Linked DNA regions of Mus musculus: regions 1 and 2 are each linked to region 3. A link is a contact called in public promoter capture Hi-C data. All regions are on one chromosome and are shown on one strand. The core of a region is the stretch at or near the end of the contact, and the rest is flanking DNA. Distances in the headings are between cores, read along the strand shown. Region 1 has its middle 97 kb from the start of Fat3. Region 2 overlaps Fat3 (FAT atypical cadherin 3). Region 3 holds the start of Mtnr1b (melatonin receptor 1B).

The links. Promoter capture Hi-C pulls out the DNA fragments that hold promoters and counts their contacts.
Region 1: a promoter capture Hi-C map of stem cell-derived epiblast-like cells shows a contact between it and region 3, with 4 times the contacts expected there. The contact joins the enhancer-like site here to the promoter of Mtnr1b in region 3. A contact is called at or near these places in 4 of 39 promoter capture datasets (liver, maxillary cranial neural crest and stem cell-derived epiblast-like cells), 1 of 484 Hi-C or Micro-C datasets (bone marrow-derived macrophages) and 1 of 9 other capture datasets (adipose tissue).
Region 2: a contact with region 3 is called in a promoter capture Hi-C map of stem cell-derived epiblast-like cells, with 4 times the contacts expected there. The contact joins the enhancer-like site here to the promoter of Mtnr1b in region 3. A contact is called at or near these places in 6 of 39 promoter capture datasets (embryonic stem cells, frontonasal cranial neural crest, hippocampal neurons and 2 more), 1 of 484 Hi-C or Micro-C datasets (bone marrow-derived macrophages), 2 of 115 datasets of contacts at active chromatin or transcription factors (embryonic basal ganglia and forebrain) and 1 of 9 other capture datasets (macrophages).

What each region holds. Positions count from the first base shown.
Region 1 is chr9:16,597,494-16,600,935 of GRCm38.p6, forward strand. No RefSeq gene overlaps it. Among named protein-coding and RNA genes, the nearest start is that of Fat3, 97 kb to the left of the region's middle. Within about 2 kb of position 1,913, at least 7 of the 459 cell types and tissues checked have an H3K27ac peak or open chromatin away from gene starts, as enhancers often do. A contact at or near this core is called in stem cell-derived epiblast-like cells, where this site is marked.
Region 2 is chr9:16,483,897-16,486,946 of GRCm38.p6, forward strand. The region is part of intron 1 of Fat3 (FAT atypical cadherin 3); the gene reads right to left. Among named protein-coding and RNA genes, the nearest start is that of Fat3, 17 kb to the right of the region's middle. Within about 2 kb of position 1,500, at least 44 of the 459 cell types and tissues checked have an H3K27ac peak or open chromatin away from gene starts, as enhancers often do. A contact at or near this core is called in embryonic basal ganglia and stem cell-derived epiblast-like cells, where this site is marked.
Region 3 is chr9:15,873,076-15,876,233 of GRCm38.p6, forward strand. It overlaps Mtnr1b (melatonin receptor 1B), which reads right to left and starts at 1,481. Exons shown (of 2, transcript NM_145712.2): 1 at 1,163-1,481. The coding sequence starts at 1,385.

The sequences.
Region 1 (3,442 bases), core at 663-3,162, 720 kb after region 3:
GTGTGTGTGTGTGTGTGTGTATGTATGTGTCTGTGTGTGTGTGTTTGTGTGTGTATGTCTGTGTGTATCTATGTATATAGGTGTCTGTGTGTGTGTCTGTGTGTCTGTGTGTGTGTCTGTATGTGTTGGGGGAATGGAGAGTAGGCACTAGAAAACCACAATTGGGATAACACACTAATGAGATAGACCACTGAGGAATGAAGGAAGCTCAACCTGATGGAGGCTAGGGAAAACATGAATACTACTCTTTGAATAGTTTAAGAGTGCCTTTAGGTCTAAAGCAATGGTTCTCGACACCATGGGTCCTTTGGTGTGTGTGGGAGTTACAATAGAAAAATTACAGTTATGTTGTAGCAATGAAAATAATTTTATGATTCCTGGTATGGAATAAAATCTTCTGAAGAAGTACTGTGTTACTCTCTAAGCCTAGATCAGGCTGATGTGTGACTTGCCTACTTTTGGTACCATAGATGGTGGTGTCAATGGTGGCTACGGATACTGGCTTCTAAATTCCTGATCTAGGAGTTGGAAACTTGACTGGTCAGCACGAGAGGAGTCTTCCATTTCTGAGGTTGACAGATTCAATGGTCATTGTATTGGTACATTGCTCATGCTGCAATTCACCCGGATTTTCCCCTTTATTTTTTCATTTAAGATCCCAGCTCCTGGACTAGTGTTAATCAAATTTACAGTAGGCATTAATTACCTTTTAACAACCTGGTCTACAAAGTCCACAAACATATCTAAATGCTTGTCTCCTAGGTGAGTCTATATCCTGTAAATTTATTAACCACTACCAAATATTGGGGAGATTAACTACCTCTCCTTTAAAAATACACACCAAGGCTGGGTGCCTGGCTCAGCATATAAAAATGCTTGACACACACATCTGCTGACCTGAGTCCAGTTCACCAGATCCCATGTAGAAATCATAGGTAGTCACTGAGGGCCAATGATGGAGGTTGTTCATTGACCACCACATGTGAAACATAAATCCATACTCATAAATAAATGAATGTTAAAACAACCCAAAACAAACTTACTTTCTCAAGGTATGGCCTCGGCAGAAAACTCTGACCTGTTCATTTGTTTTATCTTAAAGGGAATTTGCTCGGGTGAATGACTGACAACTTTCTCTTCTCCACACATTTTGTCTATTTCAGACTCTTTCTACACAGAGCCAGAACTGTATAGTTTATTTACTTCATGATGATGCTGTGAAGATTTGCCTGAGAAAACACACATTTACTGTAAAACACTGTGATCATCAATTTTCATTGTTATTGTTGTATATGAATTTATTCTGTTGTAAAACATTTGTAAAGTTAATGGTCATTTCAATTTTACAAAATATGGCATTCCCAAATTACATGAAATTTTTGGAGTCTTTTCACCTGTCAGTTAAAATAAAGAAGTAAGGCATTAGAGGATTAGATTAAAAACACTTCTGCAGGCACCACTGATGCTGAAATTGGAATGTAGCTACTGTGTGGCTCACACCAAAGCCACAGCAATTCCTATGGTATTTTATGAAGCTCTAGAGCTCTCTCTTTGTTTTTGGGCAATTGTCATGAAAATGGCCCTATTGCAACATTTTGATGCCTAATCACTCCGAGTTTCAACAAAATCAATGTTGTGGCTTTGTGAGTGTGTGCCTACATGTACATACAGGCTCACATGCAGCCTTACAAACTGGAATGAAAATGGTTTTACCATGACTCTATTATTTAAAGCATCATTTTCTGATGGCTCTAGCAAAGCCTTTGATCAGGCCAAGCTGTGTGGCTCAATGGAATCCATGCATAGAATCCTATCTAGTTGCAGAAAGATTGCATCATAGAAGCTGAATGGCTCAATTGCTGTAATTCTAAAGCCAGCATTCTGGGGAAGCATTACTATTCAGCAACATCAAAAGAGTCCCCAGAATGGAAATTGACCCTGCCTGGTAATATAAACAGGTCAGTTGTGGGAGAGTGCTCAGAGACAGTTATGATGTAATATCCTGCATCCAGTAGTCACAGGCTAATCTGTTTGAGCGTCTCCTCTGCCATTTCTTTTTCCCAGGAATAAAATAGAAGGTAAAGTGAATACAGATAAGGATGAGAGCTTCTCTCCAGCCATTTAAGGAACAAGCCTATTGTCCAGCCTCCACCAGGAGACAGTGTGGCTGGAAGAGTCTATTTGCATCACTGGGGCTGTTCCCTCAAAGACTTCCCTTTCTTTTTGTGGGTGAGGTCTTTCTATTCTGATTTATGATCTGTATGTCTCTGCTGACTTTTTTTTTTTAAATAAAGTTTTCATTGTTCATCAATGTGCATTACAGCAGCCACAGCTAATATTTGTGCAGGTGCAGCTGGCATTTAAAAATAGAAATCAAAGATAAAGACAAACCTTTTTTTAAATGAATAAAATTAGTATATGAGGTATTATTATCATAATGGTATTTGCAAATCAAGTGTATCAGACCCCCCCCCCCCCAAACTTCACATCCTGGTCCTCCAGTCTCCTTTCCACTTCCATGTCAAATGAATCTTTCTGCACCTCCCACTTCATTACCATCTTCTTTACACAAGATTGGTGCCCTCCCTAGACTTTTAGGTTTTACCCACAATTACAGCCATTTTGGAATATATATGCATATATTACAGGCCCAGAGAGCGAGAGCATGCTGCTTTCATTGTTCTAAGGTTGGGTAGAATCGATGCGATGCTTCCCAGATCTACCAGTCTTCCTGCAAATTTCATGATTTCCTTTTTTATGGATGAATAAAATTCCATTATGAATATGTACCACATTTTCATTATCTGTTTATCAGTTAATGGACATTTAGGTCAGTTCCATTCTCTTTTGATCATGAATAGACCAGCAATAAACAGGGATTGTTCAAGTATCTCTGCTGAAAGCTGTGGAGTCCTTTGAATAGACACCCAGGACTGCTATGGCTGCTGCACATTGTTTTTCTAGTTTAGCCTTTTACTACCTGATTTTACAAGCTTCTTGAGACCCTTTCAATGCCAGCCTTACAATCCCAGGGAGCATAAAGGTTAAGAGCAAAGAATTAATTCATGCTAGAAAATAAAAAGTTGCAGTTTTTTTTTCCATAAAGACTTTTAATGAAATTAAAGGTGAAAATCTGCTAAGAACCTGCAATTTGCAGACATGTAGACTTGATTTTAACTTATTTATGTAAAGGCAGTGAGGTTTAATAGGTAGCTGTGTCACCCTGAGTGTCTAATGCAGGCTTGCTCAGGGTACCTTTGACTTGGAAGACTAAATGTCATAAATCAGATTCATCTCCATTGTCACTCCATAACACCCAGCCCAATGCCTTAGTAAACATGGACGACCAGGTGGATGGGTCACATGAGTCAGTCTCACTTGGGCTCAGAGCCCTATGGTTCTGAGTCAGATTAAAAGGACCCAGAGGCTTTGACACTGCTGG
Region 2 (3,050 bases), core at 250-2,749, 610 kb after region 3:
CTAGTGTATGCCATGGTGTCATCGTTTGGAGGCTAATTATGGGATGGATCCCTGGATATGGCAGTCTCTAGATGGTCCATCCTTTTGTCTCAGCTCCAAACTTTGTCTCTGTAACTCCTTCCATGGGTCATTGTTTCCAATTCTAAGAAGGAGCAAAGTGTCCACACTTTGGTCTTCGTTCTTCTTCAGTTTCATGTGTTTTGCATCTTGTACCTTAGACTAGGCCGGGGCCTAGCAAACACAGAAGTGGATGCTCACAGTCAACTATTGGATGGATCACAGGGCCCCCAATGGAGGAGCTAGAGAAAGTACCCAAGGAGCTAAAGGGATCTGCAACCCTATAGGTGGAACAACAATATGAACTAAGCAGTACCCCAGAGCTCTTGACTCTAGCTGCATATATATCAAAAGATAGCCTAATCGGCCATCAATGGAAAGAGAGGCCCATTGGTCAGGCAAACTTTATATGCCCCAGTACAGGGGAACGCCAGGGCCAAAAAATGGGAATGTGGGGGGGAGGGGAGTGACGGGGAGGATGTGGGGGACTTTGGGGATAGCATTGGAAATTTAATTGAGGAAAATACGTAATAAAAAAATGCAAAAAAACAAAACAAACAAACAAAAAAAAAACAACCTGAACTCACTGCAAGTCATCAGTTATTACTGACCTAACATCGGCTGTCAGTGTCTTTCTACAAATAACGCTCCTGCCAGTTCAAGTGAAATCAAATTTAAATTTCAGAGAATGTAATTTAAGTAATTCAGGTACTTTTACCAGCATAGGCATATATTGTTCTACAAAAAAAATCTGTGAGAACACTTTGCAGATGTGAATGAATAAAATACCGATCGAGAGTTACATTATACAACAATGATTAAAGTACTTGAAACAGTAAAAGAAACTTCACAAGTGAACTTCAGCAATCCTATCTTTGCCAAGCACAAACAATTGCATCATACAAGTGTGGACTCTCCATTTCGACACAAGTGCATTGAGACGAGGTTCCTGGGGTGGGGGTGGGGTGGGCATCAAAGCACTGTGAAATACACTCTCACTGCTAGCCTAACTAGCCTAAAGCCAGCAAAGAGTTAAATGCCCAGGATTGCTCAGTAATGAATGCCTAGGAAGTTTGGCCAAGGAATATCAAGTAGACACCAGGGCCAGAGCAACTGCTAAAGGGATGACCTCCTTGAATCTCATTTGCATAGCAATGAGATGCCACAAAGCAATGCTGTCTGCCTCTAACCCTGCTGCATTTTGTTGTGACTTTAAGCAAAACAGCCTTCCAAAGTAAAAACAAAATTATTCCAGCAGTGGGTCTGGGGAGCTGTGTGTAAAATGGACTGCAGTACCATTGGCCCAGACTTAGTCATTCTGTGAACATGAGCAACTGAAAGGAAGGGCAACGCAAACTTTTAAGGATGTTTCCAGGTAAGTTGCCAAGGATAATGCATGTCTGCTCACAAACAGACAAGCCAATATGTCAATAAGCAGAGCCAAGCTCACTTCCAGCGTATGTGAGGCAGCCTGAGGCTGTTTTGTATAATCATGCCGAAGCTTTCCATCACTTTCAGGGTTTGTTTTTGTTTTGTCTGCTTTATTCTAAGGACTGTGCTTGCAAGTATTATTATCCGTAAATACTAACAAGGGAGAGTGGAGACTTTTACCCCTACTGTTGAAGAATGTCACTGTTTGTCAGTTCACACAGCTAACATGATGAAAGGGACAAGAAACAGCAGCATTGTTCAGGCAGTGACAAATGGCAAAGGCATTCAACAAAATGCTCAAGCTCTGTGTGTTCTTAATAAACAAGCAAACAAACAAACAAACAAACATGTTTCCAAGCTTAATATGGCACAAGTTCACTTCTCTCCAGGTTGTAGGCATCAAATTCAATGTGCAATTCAAAGGAAAAACACTTATTCTGCTTCATAATGTCTTGGACAAGCAACCTACCCAGATAAGGTTGTTTTTGGTAGAGAATATATGAGTGTTTATTCTTTTCTGTCACTATGTCAAGTAAAAGTCCTCAAATTCCTGTGCCACCCTTCGAAAGGTATACGTACCAACTCTTACTTGAGTGATTTTGATAGGACCTCGAATTATTCACCAGACATGATGAATCTACTTCAGGCAATGAGATTAATATTTTAGTAAGTCCTCTCCCATGAAACAGGAAGCCCTTTAGTAATGACCTTGGACCAGATAAGAGGAAAGTCAGAAAAAGCAGGTCTAAAGCCAGAGGGTAATTGTTTTCAAAGACTCTTTTATGCAAAAAGACTCCTAATCAAGCTAATACAATTTTTTTTTCATTTTTATCTTCTATTTTTTTTTAATTTATATTCATCTGAGGCTCTATAAACAAAAACAAAGCACAGCAGATTTTCATCTTCCTATACAAATAGTCAGTCACAAGGAACCTAAAGAAAGGTGCTGGGAACCCATGACTCATTTTTCGACATGGCTCTAAAGTCAGGTGATAAAATTTCCTTAGGTAGAGTGGACACCATGTGCATTAGGGCCTCTCTAACATCTGCTTCCTGTTGTGTAGTCAGTTACCTGGAAGGGCAAAACCATATTCAGAAGAGAACATCTGTGTTCTCCCCAGGGAATGGAGTGTGCTGACAGATGCCCTGACTGTACACTCAAATTGTAGAAAATGATTGGAGCTCAGAGCAGAACACCCAAAGAGAAAGCCTGGAAATGAACTTGGACTTGAAGGCATTGAAAGGGTCTTGGTAGGGAAAGTCTCTAAATTCCCTCTGTCTCTTTCTTTCCCCAAGTAGGTCATAGAAATTAAGATCCCTCTTTCCCGAGGTGTTTAAGAAAGCTACATATCTCGGAGCTCTTGACTCTAGCTGCATATGTATCAAAAGATGGCCTAGTTGGCCATCACTGGAAAGAGAGGCCCATTGGACTTGCAAACTTTATATGCCCCAGTACAGGGGAACGCCAGGGCCAAAAAGGGGGAGTGGGTGGGTAGGGGAGTGGGGGTGGGTGGGTATGGGGGATTTTTGTGATAGCATTGGAAATGTAAATGAGCTAAATA
Region 3 (3,158 bases), core at 231-2,730:
GAAAAGGTACTCCAGGAAAGAGTGACTGGTGCCTGTGTGCTCCTTAGTAATGCTAACTTTCCCACAGGATGACTAAAAACTCAAACTTGACTCCTGGATTCTTTTATAGATGAAAATTCTCGGCACCCTCTTTCCTCAAGACATTTATATAATTTAGTAAGAATGGCTTTTGCCAAGAGCCTGGCATCTTAGAAAGGCAGTTTAAAGCTTTCCCGTTGTTAATTTTCACACCATTTCCATTTTAGTTGGTCCTGACATGCAAGGTAAGAATGACAAAATTAATAAGAATTGATAAGAATTAATAAGAATTGATAAGAATCAGTGTGTCACTGAGGGCCCTCTCAGGCTCACCTGGTCACACACTGCAGCACCCCATCAGGAGGTGACCTTATACACCCCTGCCTCTGGCCTTGTTACCCTTCAGGGAAAAATTGAAATGAGAATAGATTGGAAAGAAAAAGCATTTTAAGAATTGACACATAATTTAGCCAAATCATTGCTTAGATTCTCACAGTGCGTCCCACAATTTCCCTGTCTTCATTCAGAAAAGCTGGTGTTGATAGAAGTCGCGCCTGCAATGTCTAAACTACACTCTCACTTGGAATTGGATCTTCTAGTGACTAGATGAATTTTTGACATAAAGCTTAGCAGAATCCTGGCATCCATCCATTGCTCACGTCCATACAGTGTACGGTCGTTCTGCCAGCAAGGGTCTTTAAATTACCTAGTGTATGAAGTCAGCTTGGCAGGTAGAGAGAGGCAGTCTGTAACAGGTCAGGAGCGTCTATGGCCGAAGGCGCTCCGTCTAGCAGAAACAGTTGAAACGCCATAGGTAGCTGCAGTGTGTATCTCTACAGCTCTCGCAGCCTGCCACAAATGAGTGCTCAAGAGAAGCCTGGCTCATTCATATTGGCATTAATGTGTCAAGTGTGTCCTGGGCAGCTTCCAGACTAACTTCGCAGGAGGAAACCAGAACTTCCTCTAACTTCTTCAAAGAACCAAAGTCTGGGATTGGATGAATGAATGTGACACCTGCCACTGAGGACAGAACAGGGACATGTGGGTGACAGGTGTGTGAGGAGGTGTTAAGGATCTAAGGTTCGGAGTTCGAACCAGTGGCAAGGTATGGTGGGATCTCAGTGTCAAGGAAGCTTACACTCACCTGCGTTCCGCAGCTTGCGGTTCCTGAGCACTGAGAGGATGACAAGCAGGTTCCCCACGAAGTCCACGGCTGTGGTGACGACGACTACTGTAGATAGCATGGGAGCCACCCAGGGGGCCCGGGCAGTCACAGGGGGCCTGGCTCCGGCTGACCCAGACCAACTAGGGCGCGCTGCCAGCCCGCTGGCCTCACAGCAGTTAGGGATTGAGCTGTTCTCAGGCATCTCGACGCTGCCTGGGATAGATGCACAAGGTGCGCACTGCTTGGGGCGCTCCCGCTGTCCCCTCCCCGCCCAGTGAGTGTTAAGAAGAGGCTGCGGGGAGGGACCTAGAGGAGACAATTAATTGAACGTGGGCAGAGGGGCGGAGAGAAATAAAAGGTCCAGACAGGGACTGGGACTCAGGTGCTGTAGAGAAGAACGCGTCCCTCAGTGGCACGCTCAAGAACAGCGCTACAGCGTCTCTGCGTCTCTGCGCGATTGCCGGAGATCAGCCAGTGCTGGCCCATCTTAGAATGCCTACCAGTGTCTGACCCACTTTAGGTGGCCTAGTTGATAAGGTCTGTGCCCCTAAAAACCAGGGATAGGTAGATCTTTTACTACGTGGAGAAGCTGTGTTCATTTGGGAGCACCCTTCTTTGCGGACTGGAGCAGGTACTGGTTAGAGTTGTCTGATCATCAGAAGGATGGGGTTTGAGACCCCCCCACCCCTGCTAGGCGCTGCTGCTCTAAAGAGCAGGTGACTCCTGAGGAGTGAGGATCAACCCCAAATCTATGAAGCCAACAGTGCTGAACTCTGGTAGGTGACAGGGAAGGTATCCAGCAGCTACATGTTGTGTATTGTGAATGACCGTGAGGTTAGTGCTGGAAAACAAACACTTTTAAAAAATACATGTGTGGATATTGGTTTAAGAATGGTGCTTATATGGGTTCATGGTCCATGGTGGAGGTTATCATAATGTGGGCTTGGGGAAGGGGCAAGAAGATCAGAGAAGCATGAGCACAGGATAGAAAGAAATTTGACCACTGGGTACATATAATGTTCCCTGATCTCGCTTGTGCTGCTTATGTTGGCCCCACTAGAACCACTAACACCAGCTGACCAGGAAACCTGAGTTTATCAAGAGACTGAAAAGGGGATCTCATATTGCCCCAAGGCAAATGGAGTGGGGTTTTAAGATAGGTGCCTGTGCCTGCCTTATATAGTTAATCCTATGTTCACCATCAAAGGACACACAGTTGAGATTAAGCAGAAATTCATAATGAAACTGCATCAACATGAAAATCAAAGGCTATCCTTTCCACACCATTTATCCCACATTTGCCACAGCAGTTTTGTGTGTATCACCCCAAGCCCAAAACACTCCACTAACAGAAGGGTGGGTAAGTCAGCTTCACACACTGGGATAAAAACTGCATGTAAACACAACTGCATGGATTAATGTCAAAGTATCACACAATGCCAGGGGTGGAACCCATATGTACCTAACACACACACATGCACGTTCACACACACACACACACACACACACACACACACACACACACACACACACACACACCTTCATGTGCATATGTGTATTAAGTGAAATAAAAGAAGGCAGTATAATCCAAATACTATGCATACAAAAAGTATTTAGTAATTTGCTCACTCCATGAGATCTAACATTAATCTGCGATAGATCTTCGTTATCTGATAGAACTCAGAACTAGCGTTATGATAGAGATTTAGTTAAGTAATTAATCTGGCAGTTCTGAGGCTCTGAATATTGTATGATAGATGAGCATTCCACTGCCAAGCTACAGCCTGGGCTCTGCAATGTTATTTTTGAGCATTTGACTTTATATAAGTCTTGTTCTTCCTAGAAATCAACAGAAGAAAGGCAGTAGGAGGAGGGGCTATGAGGACAGGGACAAAGGAACACTGCACACCTGGTGAGGTGAGCACATCTCCATCCTGGGAGGGATGACGTTGTGGAGAGAAGTGTTGTTTCCCCT